Linked DNA regions of Mus musculus: region 2 is linked to region 1. A link is a contact called in public promoter capture Hi-C data. All regions are on one chromosome and are shown on one strand. The core of a region is the stretch at or near the end of the contact, and the rest is flanking DNA. Distances in the headings are between cores, read along the strand shown. Region 1 overlaps Atf2 (activating transcription factor 2). Region 2 overlaps Gm34861 (a long non-coding RNA gene).

The links. Promoter capture Hi-C pulls out the DNA fragments that hold promoters and counts their contacts.
Region 2: a promoter capture Hi-C map of pre-B cells shows a contact between it and region 1, with 3 times the contacts expected there. The contact joins two enhancer-like sites. A contact is called at or near these places in 2 of 39 promoter capture datasets (hippocampal neurons and pre-B cells) and 1 of 115 datasets of contacts at active chromatin or transcription factors (pancreatic cancer cells).

What each region holds. Positions count from the first base shown.
Region 1 is chr2:73,855,510-73,859,039 of GRCm38.p6, forward strand. The region is part of intron 5 of Atf2 (activating transcription factor 2); the gene reads right to left. Among named protein-coding and RNA genes, the nearest start is that of Gm10822, 35 kb to the right of the region's middle. Within about 2 kb of position 1,697, at least 5 of the 459 cell types and tissues checked have an H3K27ac peak or open chromatin away from gene starts, as enhancers often do. A contact at or near this core is called in pre-B cells, where this site is marked.
Region 2 is chr2:75,822,106-75,825,635 of GRCm38.p6, forward strand. The region is part of intron 1 of Gm34861 (a long non-coding RNA gene); the gene reads right to left. Among named protein-coding and RNA genes, the nearest start is that of Agps, 8.3 kb to the right of the region's middle. Within about 2 kb of position 1,841, at least 102 of the 459 cell types and tissues checked have an H3K27ac peak or open chromatin away from gene starts, as enhancers often do. A contact at or near this core is called in pre-B cells, where this site is marked.

The DNA.
Region 1 (3,530 bases), core at 447-2,946:
AGCCCTCTCTCTGGCCCTCCAGCTTCAAGTTAAAAGACCTCCCATCAGTGTCCATGGTACTCTGAAGGCTCCTTATTGAGCCTATTGACTATTATCTTCATGTCTACCCTCCCAAGTAAGCTGAACACCCATGACCTTCAAATCTGCTGTAAGCATTACATAAAGACTAATGGGGGAAAAAATGAACTCCTTAAATTAACAATTGATTCTTAAAATCTGTAAAAGGCAAAAGAAAATCATGCTTTACTTTATTTACAGACACCAATAGAAAGTAAACCACTATTTTATGAGAATAACAAGTACTTCTTCAGAGCCTGTTTGTATCTTCATAATGAGGAACTGTCAGTGCTTCTGCCCCTTGGTTTACTCCATCATTATCTACTCACCTGTGGACACTGAGGACAATCTAACTTTTCCCCACTCGGGCTATCTTCCTATTACTTTCTCCTTTCAAAAGTCTCCCCAAATCTGGTGAAATTAGCAGTGGTGTTTTGACAAGCACCCTTAGAAACAAAGCTCTCAAGTCAATGAACACATTGCAAAGCTTATTCACACTGTTGCTCTTTATCCTTATAGTAAAATTACATTCCATATTAAATGGATCTTCATGTAAGATTCATTTTAGGTTCTAGAAAACCTCCCAAAGTAACTTTTGTATAGAATGCAATCATTAAAGCATTTGATTATAAACGATCTTGCTATAAGTGGTACTCTTAAAAGACTCTGAGTTGTCAAAATTAAAAGGCAAAAACTCGGGAAATTTCACCAAAATGTTTATTCAATTAGTGCTCTCTTTTTGGATTAGTTTGGCCACAAATGCTAAGGAGCAATAAGAGCTGGAAGCATAGTCTAGTGGTAAAATGCTATGTAGAAGGCCTCAGGTTTGATGTTTGGCAGCAGCAACAATAAACAAAAACAAAAAACCCCTATCTGCTGTATAATGTGAAAATGAAAGTAAACTGTCTTCAGAGAAAAGGAGTGACTAGCTAAAAATATAAGGGTTATATATTTATAAACTCTCATGCAATATCCAAAGATCAAATTAACCATTAGTTACAAAGATAGCAACATTTTTTTTTAAATGTGAAGGACACAGGTCAATCTGACCTTGAGAAATTATCTGAGAAAATTTGAATTAACAAGAAACTTTGCCTTTTCTACTCTAATCCTCTAAGTTTCTACTGACTAGTTAAAATGAGAAAAATGTTATGATGTACGTATATATGTATACATATATATATGAATTGTTTCCTAGATAAACTAAAAAGGATTTGTTTAAAAAAATAAACTCTGCAGACTAATTATAATCATACTACTGGCAGTATTAACATATTTAATTAACACAATTTCTTCGAGACAAAGCCCAATTTGAATGCACAATGCAACAGGTATGCACAAAATTCAAGCATTTCTGTCAACAAAAACAAGAGCCTGAGCATTTATCTCAATCAACAATGTTGGAAGAAAATGAAGAAAAGTTTTTTGGACAGGATCTTATAAGGTAGAAAAGGGTAATGGGCAGACAGTAAACATGCAGAGTCCACAGTAAATTAATATAAATTATAGTAGGTAAGAAATCTGTTTCCAAGGTTTGGCCATATTTTTCAGATTTTGTTAATACTGGGGTGGGGTGGAGTGTTAACGCACGACAGAGTACCTACGTGGGAGGAGTAGAGGACTACTCTGTGGTGTTGGTTCCTGTATGTACAAAGGGGCTCTGGGGACTGAACTCAGGTTACCAGGCCTGTCTGACATGCTTGCTTTAAATGCTAAGTCAGTTCTTACAGAGCTTCCTACGAATCAGCCATCTATGATTTTACAGTTATTTCCAACATATATTATTACTACTACTATTTAATTTGAATGGGTTGAAATAAGTTTTCATGTAATCAGAGCTGTTTTCATGTAAACAGCTCCTTTTGCTACTTTTTGCTTAGCTGAAGAAGAACTCTATTCAATAGCAGAAACTATTAACTCACATACACTCCACTAAGACTTGGGCTAAGTAGATATTGTATTCCCTCTCCCCTCTGAATCAGCTTATGATATATGATAATTTACCACAAAGTAGAGTCAGTTAAAGTGACACACAAAGATATAGCCAACAAGAAAGAGTATGTAAATGAATCTTTTACTATGTATCTAATTTTGTATCTTTTATTCAATTCAATACCACTGTATTCCTCTAAAAACAATGAAGTTAATAGGAATCTCTACAATGTCTAAAAGTTACCTAGGCATTTACATGAGCACCATAGTAAGAATCTTCAAGTAAACTCTGTGCTAATTTTTATAGGCCATTCTTACGTGACACTATCAACAAAGGACATTTGAAAATGTGATAATCTACTGGAAAATTTAAATTAAGTAGAGCAAAATTTAGAGCATTCCATAGAGATGAAAAATATAATTTGCATTACATCACCGAATTGGTGTTTCTAAAATCAATGATCAATTATTGCAGAGTATTGTGATGCATATCTTTAATCCCAGCACTCAAGAGGGCAAAGGCAGATCTCTGTGAGTCTGAGGCCAGATCTACATAGTGAGTTCCAGGACAACCAGAGCTACATAGTGAGACCTATCTCAAACAACAACAACAACAACAACTAATAATAATAAGTACCTTCAACATCCTAAGAAATACTATTTAATATAAAGGGAGAATAGGTCACTGCTAATTTCAGCAAGATATAACTCATGAAGCTGACATTCACTGGGCTGTGTTGGGCAGTGATAGTATACAATATAAATATTAAGTACCTCACAAAATCATTGCCTGAAAAATGTAATACCCAAGACTGAAGTGTTTATAACAAAAATAGTTTATTATTAATGAGGACTAAACTATTAATTAAAGCAAAAACAGAGCGAGCTTCTATTTCATTTCTTTTTTTTTCTTTTAAGTGTGTATATCTGTGGAAGTTAAAAAACAACCTGCAGAGATCAGTTCTTTCCTTCTACTATGTGGGTTCTAGGGACTGAACTCAGGTCCTTAGCCTTACAGCAAGTTCCTTTTTATCCAGAATGCCATCTTTGTGGGCCAATATATAACTATACATTTTATTTGCCAATTCATTCATTCATTCATTCATTCACCCACTCATCTGGAATGAGAATAACTATATATACATTTTATTTATTTGTCTATTAATTACTTAATTTGGAACGAGAATTCAATCCAGTGACTCTTGCTTCATTTTAGCCCTTGTTTCTTAAAGACAACTTCTTATAGTAGTCTTGAATTTGTCATCTACATGTTTAGCCACCACAACCACTTAAAGATATATATTGAGCTGGTAATAGTTTAAGAAACTAATTAGAGATACACACAAATATTTGTGTAAAATGATACTCATCACGATGCTGTTTATTATAATACTAAAATTAATTTCAGAGATCATAATAGAAAAAGGAGCAAATGATAGGACAAGCTCTAGTAGAACACAACAACTTAAAACCATGCTTAGCCATGCATAGAGGCTCAAATGCATAACTTACTAACAAATACTATAAATTTAATGTTAGGA
Region 2 (3,530 bases), core at 591-3,090, 2.0 Mb after region 1:
GTACACAGCCACGGCTAGCCTGTAGCACGTGGGCTGCGTCCTTGGCTGCTCTTCTGCCAGTGAGATGGCTATATTTGTCCCTGGAGTCATTGGCAAAGTTCACCTCCACGGGTCGCTTCTGGGCTGCCTCCTCCTCCTGTTTCCGAGCCAGCTCGTTCCACTTCTCCTCAACCTTTTTGGATTTCGTCTCCATGATCGTCAGAGCATAGCTCTTCAGCTGATGGTGCAAACTCCTCTTTGAAGATTATGGCATAGGGACAGTTTCTTCATGTGTCCACTGTCTAGTATGAAATCAGACACCTTCCCTTTGTCATCTTTTTATATAACTCTACTTTTTGTTTTCTGTCTTGTGACAGCCAGCCCTAACCTAATGACATTACTGCCTGCTCTATCCTAGTCAGTTATTGACAATTCTCTCAGGATGCTCAGGCCCGAGTAATAATTTACACACACTTATACCTCCCTCCCCACAACACACCCATAGGCCTTGGCTGAAGAAACTTAATATGGTACTAGGCATCCCTCAAGGGCCCTAGACCTTTGCTGTAAATGCCTGTGAGATCCTAGAGGCCTGCAGGTGAGATGAGAATGGGAAAATGGTGTTCCTGCTGTGAGGTATTTAACTGCTGCAGCAGTCTTGGGTTTACAGTTTCTTCTAGCTTGCTGTCCAGCCTTGCGCCTACTAGTCATCCAGGCTGGGTGGCTTCTCCATGGAGGTCCGTGGTTCAAGTTTTAAAACGTGTATGTACTCACCAAAACGGAGCATTAGAGATAGTTTGGATCAAAATTTCTGTTATGTGAATTAAAATTTCCTCTTTGACACAGCATACATACAAATCGGAATATTTACTTTTTACCCAGCAGATTCAGCATTTCTATTGAAGAAAACCCGTGTGATGATAGGCCATGGCAATTGAATGCCTTAAAGCAGAGATAAAAATTTGGTATTCAACACTTTCAAACTCTCCAGTATTTGTATAAAAGATGCCAGACCAAGGATACTCAAGACCATACTCAGAATACTTTGTGGTACAACTTGTTGGCATCCCAACGCGCACTCTCATATTCTTGTCTGGCAGTCTGGCTCTCTATGGTCCCTTCTATGCTGGACTCTATTTGGGGACAGATGCAAATCAGGGTTTCCTGCCGTGGCTTCTCCTAGAGAGACTTTCTAGCCTTGGTCCTTGCTCTTCCCAGACACTGTCACTTGGCTCACTGTACTGATTCTTTGCTTCACTGACCTCAGTTGAAAAACAGAAAAGAAAATGATGAGTCTATCAGGAAGAAGAAGAAGAAGAGGAAGAGGAAGAGGAAGAGGAAGAGGAAGACGAAGAAGAAGAAGAAGAAGAAGAAGAAGAAGAAGAAGAAGAAGAAGAAGAAGAAGAAGAAGAAGAAGAAGAAGAAGAAGAAGAAGAAGAAAGCAACAGGTGTTAAAAATGAGGATAGAAATGAAGACCATGAAGAAACCAGCATGTATCTTTGGTTAAAACAAACAAACAAACAAACAAAACAACAAATGTAGAATGTCAATATTTTTTAAAATACATTTCGAAAGCAGATGCTTGCTCTGCTCTGACTCTGGGGATCAGACTCTGAGGCCGAGTGCGGATACTGCCCAGGTCACTTCCAACGAGGATTTAAACAGCGTTCACATCTGAGCTTGGAAGGGTGTGGTTGTTTGTGGCTGGAGTAGTTACACTGAAGGGAAAACTTCTTAGACTTTGTGAGGGTAAATGTAAGAGGGACCCGAGGGGCATGTGTACCCCAGTACATGTGTACCCCAGTATGCTCACAGAAGCTTTCTTACAGCACAGCCGGAGTCTGTGGAGAGCAAAGTCAGCTTCCGTTTTAGGAAGGAAAAGGCAGGAAGTGGTGAGTAAGCAGGTGGCCAGTTTGTTAGAACTAAGAAGGCTGATTACTTCCCTCTGCAAATTCTCCCGAATATAGACTAAGAATTTCTCAGAGTCTGTAGGCTTAAAGCATGGAACATCTCTGTGGGATCTCGGGCATTACAGGTTCCTGGAGAGCAATGACTTGTTACAGCTTGGCTCTCTGTGTTAGTGCTGTCCTAGCTCACAAGGAACTGCCTCACCTCTTTGAAAGGAGGTTTTTAATCAATAGGAAAAACAATTTCCACTGGCATTAGGAGCACATCGACCCGTCTTTGAGAATATCACTTGTCCCTGGTACTTGAATGTTGTTGGCCACAACACACTTCAGAAGAAGAGAGTCCAGCGACCCGGAAGGATGAAGGTCAAATGCTGGGATCTGTGAATAAGGGACTAGCGAGACATGCTGTCTATAGCAGTAGAAACTACTTTAGTAGTAACTGATCTCTTTAACTAGTTACCACGGATCTAAATGCAGCAGTAAAAAGAACTTTATGAGTCTATAAAGTGGGAGAGAGTCTGATCATACAAGCAAACAAATCCTACTTTATCACAAAAGTCACACTGAGTTCAGCTGCCCCACAATAATGTTTCTGGTTATCCATGGACTGGGTCTCAAAATTTGTAGGAATAAGTTTCAAAATTTGATTATGTGAAATTGAAAAATCCTCCATGTATCAATCAAAATATATTATGCCATTATGCCTTAAATATTTTTGACAACTTTGTTTTATTAATAGTGTATATATTTTTTTTCCCTTTTTTTTTTTTTAATGGCAAAAAGAACACACAAAATTTGTTGCATGTCCGAGGCAGGGGAGAATTAGACTCTTACATAGTATTTCTTGTGACAATATCATTAATTGCTTTTGGAATGCATTTTGTCTAGACTTTCTCAGTGAGTGCTTCACAGACAACTAAGTAAATATTTAGGGCTGTAGCCCTCAAGATGAGGTGTAGAAGCCCCCGTGAATTCTAGAAATCGTTTGAGGGGGTCAGCTGAGGCACTAGCCTTTTTAACTCTCATTCTCTCATGAGTGCAAAGGGAAGTTTCCCAGAGGACACAGGTCATGGGAGACCTCCTCAGAGAATTCAGAAGCAGACTTGGGAAGCTCATTAATCTTAGCTGTCCATTAAGTCAGTACTGGTAAGACTTATAGAAACACAAAAGGAAGGGACGTTCTTCTCAAGCTTTTATTCTGGAAAATAGACCTTATTTTATTTTCATGCTTCTTAGAGTATGTGTAAAGAAAAAGAAATATTCTGAATTCTTTTCAGTTTTAATTTCTTTCTTTTTAAAATTTTTTTCAAATTTATTTATTTAATGGATGAGTGCTCTGTTTCATATATATCTGCCTGCCTGAAGATGGAATCATATCCCCCTAGAGATGGTTGTGAGCCACCACGTGGTTGCTGGGAATTGAACTCATGACCTCTGGAAGAGCGGCCAGTGCTTTTAACCACTGAGTCATCTCACCAGCCCCAGTTTTAATTTCTTATATGGTATACAGAAAGGTACTTAGGAAGAAACAGCCTTCAGTAGAAAACTTGAGGTTTGTGCTGGTTAGGTTTTTTTGTTGTTGAGTTTTTATTTTTATTTTATTTTTATATTTTATTTTATTTTATTTTATTTTATTTTAT